Regions from separate parts of the Bos taurus genome. Here region 1 is linked to region 2. The links are chromatin contacts, called in public Hi-C maps. All regions are on one chromosome and are shown on one strand. Each heading gives the region's core, a stretch centred on a gene start, on an enhancer-like site or on the middle of the called end of the contact. The rest is flanking DNA. Distances are from core to core; before and after follow the strand shown. Region 1 holds the start of RAD51C (RAD51 paralog C). Region 2 overlaps TEX14 (testis expressed 14, intercellular bridge forming factor).

Evidence for each region. A called contact is a pair of places that touch in the nucleus more often than the background predicts.
Region 1: a Hi-C map of skeletal muscle shows a contact between it and region 2, with 4 times the contacts expected there. The contact joins the promoter of RAD51C here to the enhancer-like site in region 2. A contact is called at or near these places in 3 of 11 Hi-C or Micro-C datasets (liver and skeletal muscle).

The regions. Positions count from the first base shown.
Region 1 is chr19:9,649,161-9,652,240 of ARS-UCD2.0, reverse strand. RAD51C (RAD51 paralog C) reads right to left here and starts at 1,599. Exons shown (of 8, transcript XM_059878398.1): 1 at 1-1,599. LOC112442807 (U1 spliceosomal RNA) reads left to right here and starts at 1,552; the gene lies at 1,552-1,715. It overlaps LOC112442818 (U1 spliceosomal RNA), which reads left to right and starts at 375; the gene lies at 375-538. It also overlaps a transcript of TEX14 not described here.
Region 2 is chr19:9,555,298-9,558,510 of ARS-UCD2.0, reverse strand. All of the region lies in intron 9 of TEX14 (testis expressed 14, intercellular bridge forming factor), which reads left to right. Among named protein-coding and RNA genes, the nearest start is that of TEX14, 65 kb to the left of the region's middle. Within about 2 kb of position 1,295, at least 13 of the 102 cell types and tissues checked have an H3K27ac peak or open chromatin away from gene starts, as enhancers often do. A contact at or near this core is called in skeletal muscle, where this site is marked.

The sequences.
Region 1 (3,080 bases), core at 350-2,849, 93 kb before region 2:
AGAATCACAGCGAGGTCATTAGCTCCAAACCCTTGAAGGAAAGAACGAATTTCTTACTTTTATATCTGTAGAGTCTTTGCCTTTAAATTTCATTCCAGTAACTATACGAGGAAAAGGACACGCTAAATGAGATCAGCAAAAGGGGTGTGGAACATGCAGATGAGCGCAGTGACTGCCTTAATGCTTACACTAGGCATTTATTTCCTATGATTTGGCAATATTGAGATCTACAAAGTATTCCTTCTTTGTAATTATAGTTTTAAGGCTTAATTCCAGAAATGAGGGTAGAGGTTTGTAAAATGCACAAGAAAAGTGACCCTCTCTTTAGAGTGATTAGAATATGTGGGTGACATGGTAGAGGCCGATAACAACCCATACTTACCTGGCAGGGGAGATACCATGATCACGAAGGTGGTTTTCCCAGGGCGAGGCTTATCCATTGCACTCCGGATGTGCTGACCCCTGCGATTTCCCCAAATGTGGGAAACTCGACTGCATAATTTGTGGTAGTGGGAGACTGCGTTCGCGCTTTCCCCTGGTGTGGCTTGTTTAAGAAAAGGCTGTAGATTGACGTTTTCTTTTGTTTGTTGCTAGTGGTGGCTGTTGTGAGTTGACGCTGTAAATCCCAGTTTTAAACTATGGGAATTAGTTCGGCTTCTTTAAGGGGCTGTGATTATCTTTTTCTTCTGTTATGGTTTTTTTGGTTTCGGTTTTCCTTTCTCTGAGCCGGAGGATCGTTTTATGACCTTTTCTTTCTTCACCAGTAGGTATAGAGGGAACCTCTTGAAAGCAACCTGTCCTTGCTTTGTAGTCCGTTTCTCCATTTTCAGGTGGCTTCCCTGGTGGCTCAGACAGTAAAGTGTCTGCCTGTAATGCTGGAGACCCAGGTTCGATCCTTAGGTCAGGAAGATTCCCTGGAGAAGGAAATGGCAACCCACTCCAGTACTCTTGCCTGGAAAATTCCATGGGCAGAGGAGCCTTGTAAGCTACAGTCCACGGGGTCGCAAAGAATCGGACACGACTGAGCCACTTCACTTCACCTCTCCATTTTCAAAGCCACCAGTTTAGTGTCTTCGGTCAGTTGATAATGTAACTCCTCTCCATAAGAGCCTTTGATTACATTAGGCGCACCTGGATAATTCGGACTATTCCCGCCCCACCCAGTCTCAAAGCTAATCGCATCCCTACAGTCTGTTCTGTCACAAAGGTGGGTCACATTCCCGGCCCCGGGGATTAGGCCCAGAGCGCCTCCGTGGCTGTCAGTCAGCCTATCACGAGGCCCGGGTACAGTCGGCGCTACAGAGTGACGTAACTAAGGTGCGCGAAGTATGTAAATGAGCTCGGCTTCGGCTGGCCATGTTCAGAATGTACTATGAAGCGTTTTTATTATTTTGCAAATATTGCGGTACTCGCAATGTGCTTGTCGGGCCTTATAGTTGGGAGAAGCCGTTATTTCGTAAGTGAGGGTGTAGAGTTTTCGGTGAAGAGAGTGACCGTAAGTGCGAAGTGTTTGGAACGTGAGGCTGAGGCGGCAGGCAGGGCGAGCAACTCATACTTACCTGGCAGGGGAGATACCATGATCACGAAGGTGGTTTTCCCAGGGCGAGGCTTATCCATTGCACTCCGGATGTGCTGACCCCTGCGATTTCCCCAAATGTGGGAAACTCGACTGCATAATTTGTGGTAGTGGGGGACTGCGTTCGCGCTTTCCCCTGTCTCTTTTGTGGTTAAAAGGAGGTTGAGTAGTTTTTATTAGGGAAGAATATAATGGTGGAGTTTCTTTCTAGACGTGGGGTTTTCGAAACTGCTGATCCGGTTTTCCAGTTTTGTTTTTTTTTTTTTGCTTGTTTGTTTTTTTATTGTAAGTCGTGTGTTTTTTTGGTAGTATCGTGTATGAGAGGTGGTGGCTTTAGTTTTGTTTATTGAGATTTGGTGAGTTTTAATTTTCAGGGTTTATTGGAGGTCTATGTGACCGGCGAACTTTTAGTTTACTGTTTGAGAAATGAGGTTTTAGCCGAATTTTTCTTGTAACGGGTTCGGAGATTAAGGGGAGTCTCAAAGGCAGTATTGAGGTGTACGGGTGAATAGTGCAGATCTAGGTACTCAGAAGGAGGCGATGGCACCCCACTCCAGTACTCTGGCCGGGAAAATCCCATGGACGGAGGAGCCTGGTAGGCTGCAGTCTATGGGGTCGCGAAAAGTCGGACACGACTGAGCGACTTCCTTTCACTTCTCACTGTCATGCATTGGAGAAGGAAATGGCAACCCACTCCAGTGTTGTTGCCTGGAGAATCCCAGGGACGGGGGAGCCTGGTGGGCTGTCGTCTATGGGGTCACACAGTTGGACACGACTGGGGTGACTTAGCAGCAGCAGGTATATTTTATGTTTTATGGCTTGAACTTTGGTTTTTGCCCTTATTTTCAGAATATCGTGCTTAGTCCCCCAGTCTGTCTGACTTTTTGTGACCCTGTCAGGCTTTTTTGTCCATGGGATTTTCCAGCTGAGAATACAGGAGTGCGTTGCCATTTTTTTCCCCCAGAGGATCTTGCCCACCCAGGAATCGAAAAAGGGTCTCCTGCATTGCAGGCGGATTCTTTACCAGCTGAGCTTTCAAGTGACAGTGAAGTGAACGTTAATCTTGCTTCTTTTCTGATTTTTACCTCTGGTAGAAAAAGAGGACTAATGTTTATTTCTGACTGCTCTGTTGTTCTCTTAGGTCAGTTTGAAATCTGGATTTTTGAGGCTGTTGAAATATTCTCATAAGTAGCCATTTTTCTCTGCAGCACAGTCAAAATTTGGGACTTTTATACTGTTTTAGGAGGCTATTCTGTTAATCCTTTCTACTTCGGAAAGTTAAATTGAGCAGATTCGTTTCTTCTTTATTACCTAAGGAATGCTGCATCTGGATTGAATGTGGGTATTTCTAAAGGTCCCCAACTAGTGTCTTTGAGAACCTGTTCTGTTGCTGAAAACTAGAATGTCTCTGCAGGCAACCAATTCCTGTATATGCTGCAGATTCACTGTATTTCATTTTCAGGATATGATATATTCTGGTTCTGCCTAGTTTCCCGATGTAGCT
Region 2 (3,213 bases), core at 46-2,545:
GCATGTTCTTTATTTTTTTAATTTAAAATTTTTTTAAAAAATTTATTTTAAAACAATGTATTTATTTGGCTGCGCCGGGTCTCAGTTGCAGCACACAGGATTTTTAGTCGTGACATGTGGGATCTTTAGTTGCGGCAGGTGGGATCTAGTTCTCTGAGCAGGGATGGAGCCCAGGCTCCCTGCATTAGGAGGGTGGAGTCTTAGCCAGTGGACCACCAGGGAAATTCCTTTTTATTTTAAAAATTCTATTTTATTTATTTACAGACGATTTTGTTTATTTATTTATTTATGGCCATTCCGTGCTGTTTGTGGAATCGTAGTTCCCTGCCCAGGGATTGAAGCCACACCCCCTGCGTTGGCAGCGTGGAGTCTTAACCACTGGACCACCAGGGAAGTTCCTCAACATGTTTTTTAAATGAATGAAGTGGAAAGACTATCAGCTCCCTGGGCCTCGTGTGCCCCTTGTCTCTCTGTCTGGAGAGGAGAGCGCCGGTCAGATTGGGCTTCCCCTTGTGGGCCTTGGCAAAGGGTTTGAATTTAATTCTTAAAACACTAGGATACTGTGAAGGATTTTTTTTTTTTTGAGCAGAATGATGTTCTGGCTGATTTACAGGTTAAGAAGATCCTCCTCACTCTTGCATGGCGCAGGGCGGTGATGGGACGAGAGAGAAACAGGGGAGCAGTTAGCTGTGACTGGAGCCATTTTCCATTGGAAACCGGTGGAGGCCAGATAGCTCTCGCCAGTTGAGCTGCTGAGTCTCAGACCTGGTCCATTCTTAATCCCAGTGTCTCCCTCTGCCTACAAGATTAAGCCCCCGCACTTTCTAGAGTGGGAAGCCTTCTGCGGTGGGGGCTTCGCCCGCAGCGTCGCCCTCATCACTTACCACTCTGCCTGGCCGTCTGAGGCAGGCCATGCTATTTCTCAGGGCTGCTCCTCACGCCTGGAGTATCTGGCACTCCTGTTTATCCTTTTAAATTCCACCACACCAACCCCCGCCCCCCCGCTATGAAGCCTATACCAAAGCCCTTTCCCCGAATCACCGAGCATGCTTTCCTGCCCAGCAGTCAAGTGTCGGCCCCTCTGAATGGTGAGCAGGACCCATGCTACGGCTTGTTCATCTTTACCACCCAGCTCAGGGCCTGCCACATAGGAAGTGCTCAGAAAGCATTTGAAGGGAATCCTTGAAGTGATTCAGAACAAGGTTCACCACTTTGGCTATGTGTTCAAGAGCCGAAGGGTTTGGACATTTTTACCGTTGATAATAGACTTTTCAAGGTTGACAGAATCCAAGATGTTTGCCAGTGATGCAGCGCCACCTGTTGTTCTCATGGAGGTATAACAGTTTCTTTGATGCGCTCTCCAATAGAAATACGAATCTTAAGAGTGAAATGGGGATTTGGAGATGGCCAGCCTTAACCCTCGGAGGAGGCAATGGCACCCCACTCCAGTACTCTTGCCTGGAAAATCCCATGGACGGAGGAGCCTGGAAAGCTGCAGTCCATGGGGTTGCTGAGGGTTGGACATGACTGAGCGACTTCACTTTCACTTTTCACTTTCATACATTGGAGAAGGAAATGGCAACCAATTCCAATGTTCTTGCCTGCAGAATCCCAGGGACGGGGGAGCCTGGTGGGCTGCCGTCTATGGGGTCTCACAGAGTCAGAGACGACTGAAGTGACTTAGCAGCAGCAGCAGCAGCAGCCTCAACCCTGGGCTTCCCTGGTGGTTCAGATAGGAAAGAATCTGCCTGCAGTGCAGGAGACCTGGCTTCTGTCCCTGGGTCAGGAAGATCCCCTATCCCCTGGAGAAGGGAATGGCAATCCACTCCAGTATTCTTGCCTGGAAAATTCCATGGACAAAGGAGCCTGGGGGACTACAGTCCATAGGATCAGAAAGAGTTGGACATGACTGAGCAACTAACACACACACACAGCCTCAACCCTGGGGCTTTCAGGTGGCTCTAGTGGTAAAGAACCCACCTGCCAGTGCAGGAGACGCAAGAGACGCTGGTTTGTTCCCTGGGCGAGGAAGATCCCCTGGAGGATGGCATGACAACCCATTCCAGTATTCTTACCTGGAGAATCCCATGGATGGAGGAACTTGGAGGGCTATTTATTGTCTAGAGTAGCATTCCATCTCTTGATGTAAAAATGATACAGCAGTTTCTCCTATTCTTCAACTCCTTCTTAATGGAGTCTTTAGAGCTGGAATTGACCTCGCAAGTGGTATCATATAGCCATAGCCAAATGTAAATTTGTTGATGTCAAAGCCGAAGCTGAAAAGAATTCCCTGGGACTTTCCTAGTCCACTGGCTAAGACCGTGTGCTTTCAAAGCAGCAGCCCAGGTTTGATCCCTGGTCAGGAAAGTAGATCCCACATGCTGTCACTAAGAGTTCACATACCTCAACTAAAGATCCTGCATGCCACAATTAATACCCGAAGCAGCCAAATAAATAAATAAATATTAATAAAAAAACTCCTTTCCTACATTCCACTAACATTAACAGAGAAGGAAGAGGGATTGTAAGAGAGGAAAGTGAATGGAAGTAAAAGAGAAAGGGCATAAATTCTGATTGTAAATGACTTGTCCCTTGCCTTAGGTAGCCTAAAAGGCCTGAGGAGGTCAGTGAGCGTCTCCCTTGTACAATCACCCTACAATATGAAGAGCCAAGTGTGCTAGGTTCTTAGAATATATCTCTGACAATAAAACACTCCATTGCTTTTCCTATGATACTAATGTAATATTTTGCATGTATATCCATGCTGTTCACACAACATCAGGCCACACCTGCCTATTCAGCAATACAACTACAGAGTCTAAAAATAACATAGCTTTGTGGCTTCCTAAACTTACTGCCTGCAATCAAAAGTTCTGCTGAGAGCAGACTTCCCTGGTGGCTTGGTGGTAAAGAATCTGTCTGCCAATGCAGGAGACACAAATTTAATCCCTGGTCCAAAAAGATCCCGCATGCCATGGAGCAGCTAAGCCTGTGTGCCACAACTACTGAGCCTGTGCTCTGGAGCCTGTGCAAGAAGGGAGACCACCACTATAAGAAGCTCGCCCCCCACACCTGGAGAGTAGCCCCCGCTCGCCACAACTAGAGAAAAGCCCGCACAGCAATGAAGTCCCAGCACAGGCAAAAGTAAATAAAATTATTTCTTAAAAAAGTTCTGCTGGGAGAAGTATTACCTAGAGAAGTTTGTTCAAAGTC